Regions from separate parts of the Triticum aestivum genome. Here region 2 is linked to region 1. The links are chromatin contacts, called in public Hi-C maps. All regions are on one chromosome and are shown on one strand. Each heading gives the region's core, a stretch centred on a gene start, on an enhancer-like site or on the middle of the called end of the contact. The rest is flanking DNA. Distances are from core to core; before and after follow the strand shown.

Region 1 (2,700 bases), core at 69-2,568:
TCCCCCACCTTGCTGCGCTGCTCGCCGCCGCCGCGGGCACCCGCATTTGCCTCCGGCATCCTTGGGAGCACGGCCGGTCGCCGGGGGAGATAGAAGGCCGCGCCGCGCCTCGCCTCGCCGCCGGTGCGGTCCGCGGCGACGTCACCCGGAGGAGGGAGGAGGGAGCGGTGGTGGGTGTTAAACAAGTCCAAGCAGGCAGGGGCGGGGAGGTGAGCTGAGCAGCACAAGGCCGACGCGAGGTGGTATTAATAAAAGTGTTTGGGCTGGGGTGGACGGTTTTGCCCCTTGAGTGGCAGGGGGAGTGAGGTCTGGTTCAGCCGTAGTTCTCCGGCAAGAGCGAGGGTGTTTTCGGTATTTGGTTATCGGGTGCGGGTTAGTGGACTTGGGCTACTGTCCCTTTGCGTGAGAGTGAGGACAGCACACGGGCGCTCTTCGGTGTGACCCGTTAACCCGCTTATATATGCGTGTGTGTTTCTCTTTCGTGCAAAGAAAAAAACATCGGTGGTTGTAATTCACGCGGATGCCGCACACCCGCAGAGGAGTATACGATACCAACCACCCAGGGGCGAATCTACTGTGCAGGCTTTAAAAGGCTTGAGCCTGCCCTCTAGCCAGATGGATTTTGTCTTTGCTACTAGTGATGACGGCCCGGCCCGGTCCGGCCTAGCAAATAGGCGGCTTCTTGGCCCATCTAAGCACCTCCTGGCTTGTTCGGGCCTGTCCTCCGTTTACATTATAGAGTCGTCATTGGTACCACCTACACGCCGCTCTTGATTGCATCTACTGAGGACTAGAGTCTATGAGCTAGAATTGTTTTTGGAAGGAAGCGATGCGTCGCGATGAGCTAATGCGTGCCGCCCGCAGATGCTTCCTAGACACGTGCGAACACGGTATGCATGAACTCCAATCTCGACAATCTGTGAGCTAGAGGTGTATCAACAACGCAAACTGGTATTGGTAATGAACTTTACATACCAAGTTTCAAAGAGAAAAGCGGTCATTTGTCGTGATAGAGAGAAGAAAAGTATAACTGAAACTATAAAAAAGAAGTGAAAAGATCTGAATGGGTCTGCCCCTTGCATGGTAGGGGTGTGCAGACCGTCAATAGCGCACACAACAACAAATTGACTCAAACCTTGTAAAGCTGCTCGCCGCCGCTGTGGGCACCCGCATTTTCCTCGAGCATCCCGAGGAGCACGGAAGACCGCGCCTCGCCGCCGGTCCGGTCTGCGGCGATGTCACCCGGAGAAGGGAGGAGGAAGCGGTGGTGCGGTGCTGAGTGTTAAACAAGTCCAAGCAGGCAGGTGCGGGCAGGCGAACTGAGCGGCGGAAAGGCGGGGCGAGGGGGCATTAGTAAAAACATTTGGGTGCGGGCGGACGGTCCTGCCCCTCGAGTGGCCTAGGGAGTGAGGTCTGGTATTGTTGTAGTTCTCGGGCAGGAGCGAGGGTGTTTACGGTATTTTCTTATCGGTGCGGGTTGGTGGGCTTTGGCTAGTGTCCCTTTGCGTGTGAGTGAGGACAATACGTGTGCGTTTTCTCTTTCACAAAAAACATCGGTGGTTGTAATTCACGCGGACGCCCAACGCCCATAGAGGAGTACACGATACCGCCTAAATGCCACTCTCGACAGCGGCTACCGAGGAGCGGAATCCGTGAGCTAGAACTGAATTTGGAAAGGAGCGCTGCGTCGCGACGAGCTAGCGCACACCGCGCGCGGATGCTTCCTAGACATGCGCATACACGGTACGCGTGAAACTCCAATCTCGACAATGTGCGAGCTGGCGGTGTATCTAGAACGTAAAGCGGTATTGGAAATGAACGTTCCATATCAAGTGTTCGGGTGAAAAGCGATCATTTATTGTCGTCGGCGGGGGATAGAGAGAAGGAAACGAGATAAAAAGTAAGTGAAAAGGTCCAAATAGATTTAACCCATCCAGAGGACTGAGGCAGGGGGACCCCCTCTCCCCGTACCTCTTTCTTTTCTGCGTCGAGGGCTTCTCGGCTCTTCTAAAGAAGGCGCAGGAGGAGGCTAATATCAAAGGGGTGTCGTTCGGTTCAAACGGGCCAATCGTTACTCATTTACTGTTTGCTGACGACAGTGTGGTGTTCGTGGAAGGCTCTAGGGATAATTTTGAAGTACTCCGGACTATCTTGCAGCAGTATGAAGGTGCGTCCGGACAGAAAGTGAACTTCCACAAGTCAGCAATTTTCTTCGGCAAAGGAACAGATGATACTACAAAAGAAGAGCTAAAGCAAGTACTGGGCATCAAGGAGGAGGCATTGAGTGAGCGGTACTTGGGGCTACCTACGGTGGTAGGGAGCTCGAAGGATGGAATTTTCAAATATGTAAAGGAGAGAGCAAGAGGGAAAGTCTCGGGATGGAAAGGACAAGGACTTTCAAAAATGGCTAGAGAGGTGCTTGTTAAATCCGGCCTCCAATCAACACCAACCTTGACCATGAGCTGCTTCCAACTCACAAAAAAATGTGCGGGAATCTGTCATCTATTTCGTCAAACTTCTGGTGGGGAGAAGCAAATGGGCAAAAGAAAGTTCATTGGATCGCTTGGGATAAAATGTGCACGAGAAAGCATGAAGGAGGCCTTGTTGGGTAACGTAGTAATAATTCAAAATTTTCCTACGTGTCACCAAGATCAATCTAGGAGATGCTAGCAACGAGAGAGAGGGAGTGCATCTTCATAC
Region 2 (2,700 bases), core at 126-2,625, 44 kb after region 1:
CATCCTCGTGGTGGACTTGTGTCCTCGGGCTCCGCCGTTGCGACGACGTTTGCTCCAGCACCGGCGCGGAGCTTGGAAGGTAGTCTAGGAGTAGATACAGTTTGTAGTGTGCATCAGCGGCATCTAGAAGATGGTGGATCGTGTGTTATGTTCATGGTTCATGGCTGATAGGTATGGTTTCCACCTCCGACGTCTTAGTCGTGCGGGGGTGCTAGATCTTAAGTTCGATGGCATGTCTGGGTTGTTGCCCCGGTCTATTTCGTTCAATGACAATGGTTCGCCTTTGGTGAGTCACCTTGAAGGTCGGAAAAGCTGCATAATAGCGACGAAGCCGAGTGTCGAGCTCAGATGATCTATCATTTTTTTCTTCGGTGGCTGCTATGGTAGTGCCAGAGGTAGGTGATGGGCGGCGGTGTTAAGCTCAGATGATTCTTCAGTCATGATGTATTATTCATTCTTGGTTGGTGTTTTTTGTGTAAAGACTAGCGTTCTACTGTCTTTTTAGTCTTGTCAGATCGGTGTTTACATGGGTTGTAATATGATGTTTATGACATACTAGTATAAATGAGACACGCATCACTATAGAGAAGGTAATTCATGGATTTAATTAACCGCAAGAAAACAAAGGAGATGTGGATAACCTAATTAATATCCATATACACCGGCGATGCAAAAACAGTAGTACTTCACATGCCTAGCTTCCCTAGGTCGAGGTGGGAACGCACTTGGCTTCTTGCACCCCAAAGCTCATTATGCCCTGTTTGGTTCGGCTGTAGATTTCTAAAAGTAGCTGTGAAAAATCTGCTGTGAAGAAACAGCTATGAAAAATCTGATGTGAAATAGATGTAAGTCATTTGACAAACCAGCTGATACAGATTTTTCAGATTTTGGCCCACAGCGGAATCAGATTTTGGCAGCGGATTTCTAGAATCGGATTTTGCTGGGATTCTGCTGCGCGGCAGCGGAATACGTCGATAAAAGCTGAACCAAACAGGGCCTATAGACAGCAGTAGGCGTGCGTGAAATCGATTTGTTTGGACGTGGCGTTGACTATACCGACGATCGCTGCCGCCTGCCGCGTGCGGCGACTAAAATATAGTGAGCGGCAGCTACTCGCTGCGGCAGACCGGCTTTTTTTTTCTTCTTTTGAACAAAAGGCAGAAAGGGGCCGTCTTTGGTTCGGCGGCGAAAGAAAGACGATTGGAGTCACCAACCCGGCCGTCGTGGTAGCTACGAGTACGTACCACCGCTGTAGATGCTTTTCGCCGATTCCGGAAGATTCCGCGCAGCACCGGCGCAAGCTGCAGATGCGGACCCTCTTCTCTTCTCTTCTCCGCCGCATGCAGCCACCGGAGTCAGTCACCCACCCGGCCGTTGCCTTGCGGTGACCACCACCACCACCAGTTTTTTTTGCTGCCCCTTTCCGGAAGCTTCGGGGGTGCATCCCCCCGGCCCGGCCGTACGTGTGCTGGCACGCACTTACGGCGCAGGCAACCTGGACATGCGTATGTGCCCGCCGATCAGTACCCGGTAGGGACCCGCGCCCGGGAACGTACGTCCACGTAAATCAGCCATGCATGCATGGGATCTCCTCGCCCGCGCAGGGTTTCCTCCGACTTACTCCCTCGTGCGGAATTACCATTGCCGATCGATCGAGAGCGTGCGCGCATAACGGTAACCGAGCAGGAGCAGGACTGCGCCGGAGATTTTTGTATACTACTACACGTCAGAGAATCAGCCACCCTATAGATCTGCAGACCGCAGGAACAGACAGAGGATCTATTGATATTGTGTTTGTTTGGGCACAATCGCGGGTTCCCCATAAAGAAACACACCACTTGCCTCAATCGACGAGATCCACGCCTATTTTTCTCTCTCAAGTAGTACGGGAGATCCACGCAAGCTCACGCAGCTGGTTCACTGTCAACGATGGATGGATCCATTCTGTGTGTATGTGCACGCACAACCGTGGACGAGACTTGCCTGCTTCCTGCGCGTGCGCCCATCTGTGCGGCCATCACTAATTAATTTGGTCAACTTACTTGGTTTCCTTTTCTTTTTTTAGTTTCTTTCGTTGTTTCGTCCTGCCTTGAATTTGTAGCAGTAGTCCGTATATCTTTTGTCTCGTCAGATCAAGGGCTGAACAGCCTACATCCCCTTGTCCTAGGACAGTAATAGTATCTCCACAACATAAGACACAAATTTCTGCGTGCCTGTGGATTCCTGTGTGCTCTTCATCAGCATCACGCAGTAGGGGAGAGACCACCGAAATCAACTGGCAGCCGCCGGACAGCACAAGTAGCAGCCTACATAGTACAGACTGTCTATATAGAGCTAGTGTGCTGCCACTGGTACGTCCAAGTCCCACTGGTGTGTGCACCAGAAATATCTACTGGCCCAACGATATCTATCCCGAGGCTCAGCCATGGCCGCTCGATCGCAGCGGCGCAGGCGACCAAACCGGGCCCACCGCCCCCACAGCGACAGCAACGGCGACATCAATTTTATTATAGTGGCATGATTGCAGCACGTGCCCGGCGTTTCATTCGGTGAGCAGTTGTCCGATGGGCACGTTTCGTGCCGGGACAAAGGGCCTGTTTGGATACTCTAACTCAGTTAGAGGTTTCTAACTCAGTTAGAGGTTAGAGTTAGATTCTAATCCTAATCTAGCCCTTAACTAACTCTAGCCAAATAGATGTT

What was found. Hi-C and Micro-C count contacts between places; a contact is called where the count stands out from the background.
Region 2: a contact with region 1 is called in a Hi-C map of leaf, with 5 times the contacts expected there. The contact joins the enhancer-like site here to the promoter of LOC123183152 in region 1. A contact is called at or near these places in 4 of 5 Hi-C or Micro-C datasets (leaf and an unstated tissue) and 1 of 1 datasets of contacts at active chromatin or transcription factors (leaf).

The regions. Positions count from the first base shown.
Region 1 is chr1D:474,290,583-474,293,282 of IWGSC CS RefSeq v2.1, forward strand. LOC123183152 (mitogen-activated protein kinase 7) reads right to left here and starts at 1,319. Exons shown (of 10, transcript XM_044595896.1): 1 at 1,136-1,319. The coding sequence starts at 1,186.
Region 2 is chr1D:474,334,281-474,336,980 of IWGSC CS RefSeq v2.1, forward strand. No RefSeq gene overlaps it. Among protein-coding and RNA genes, the nearest start is that of LOC123183152, 44 kb to the left of the region's middle. Within about 2 kb of position 1,376, at least 7 of the 8 cell types and tissues checked have an H3K27ac peak or open chromatin away from gene starts, as enhancers often do. A contact at or near this core is called in leaf, where this site is marked.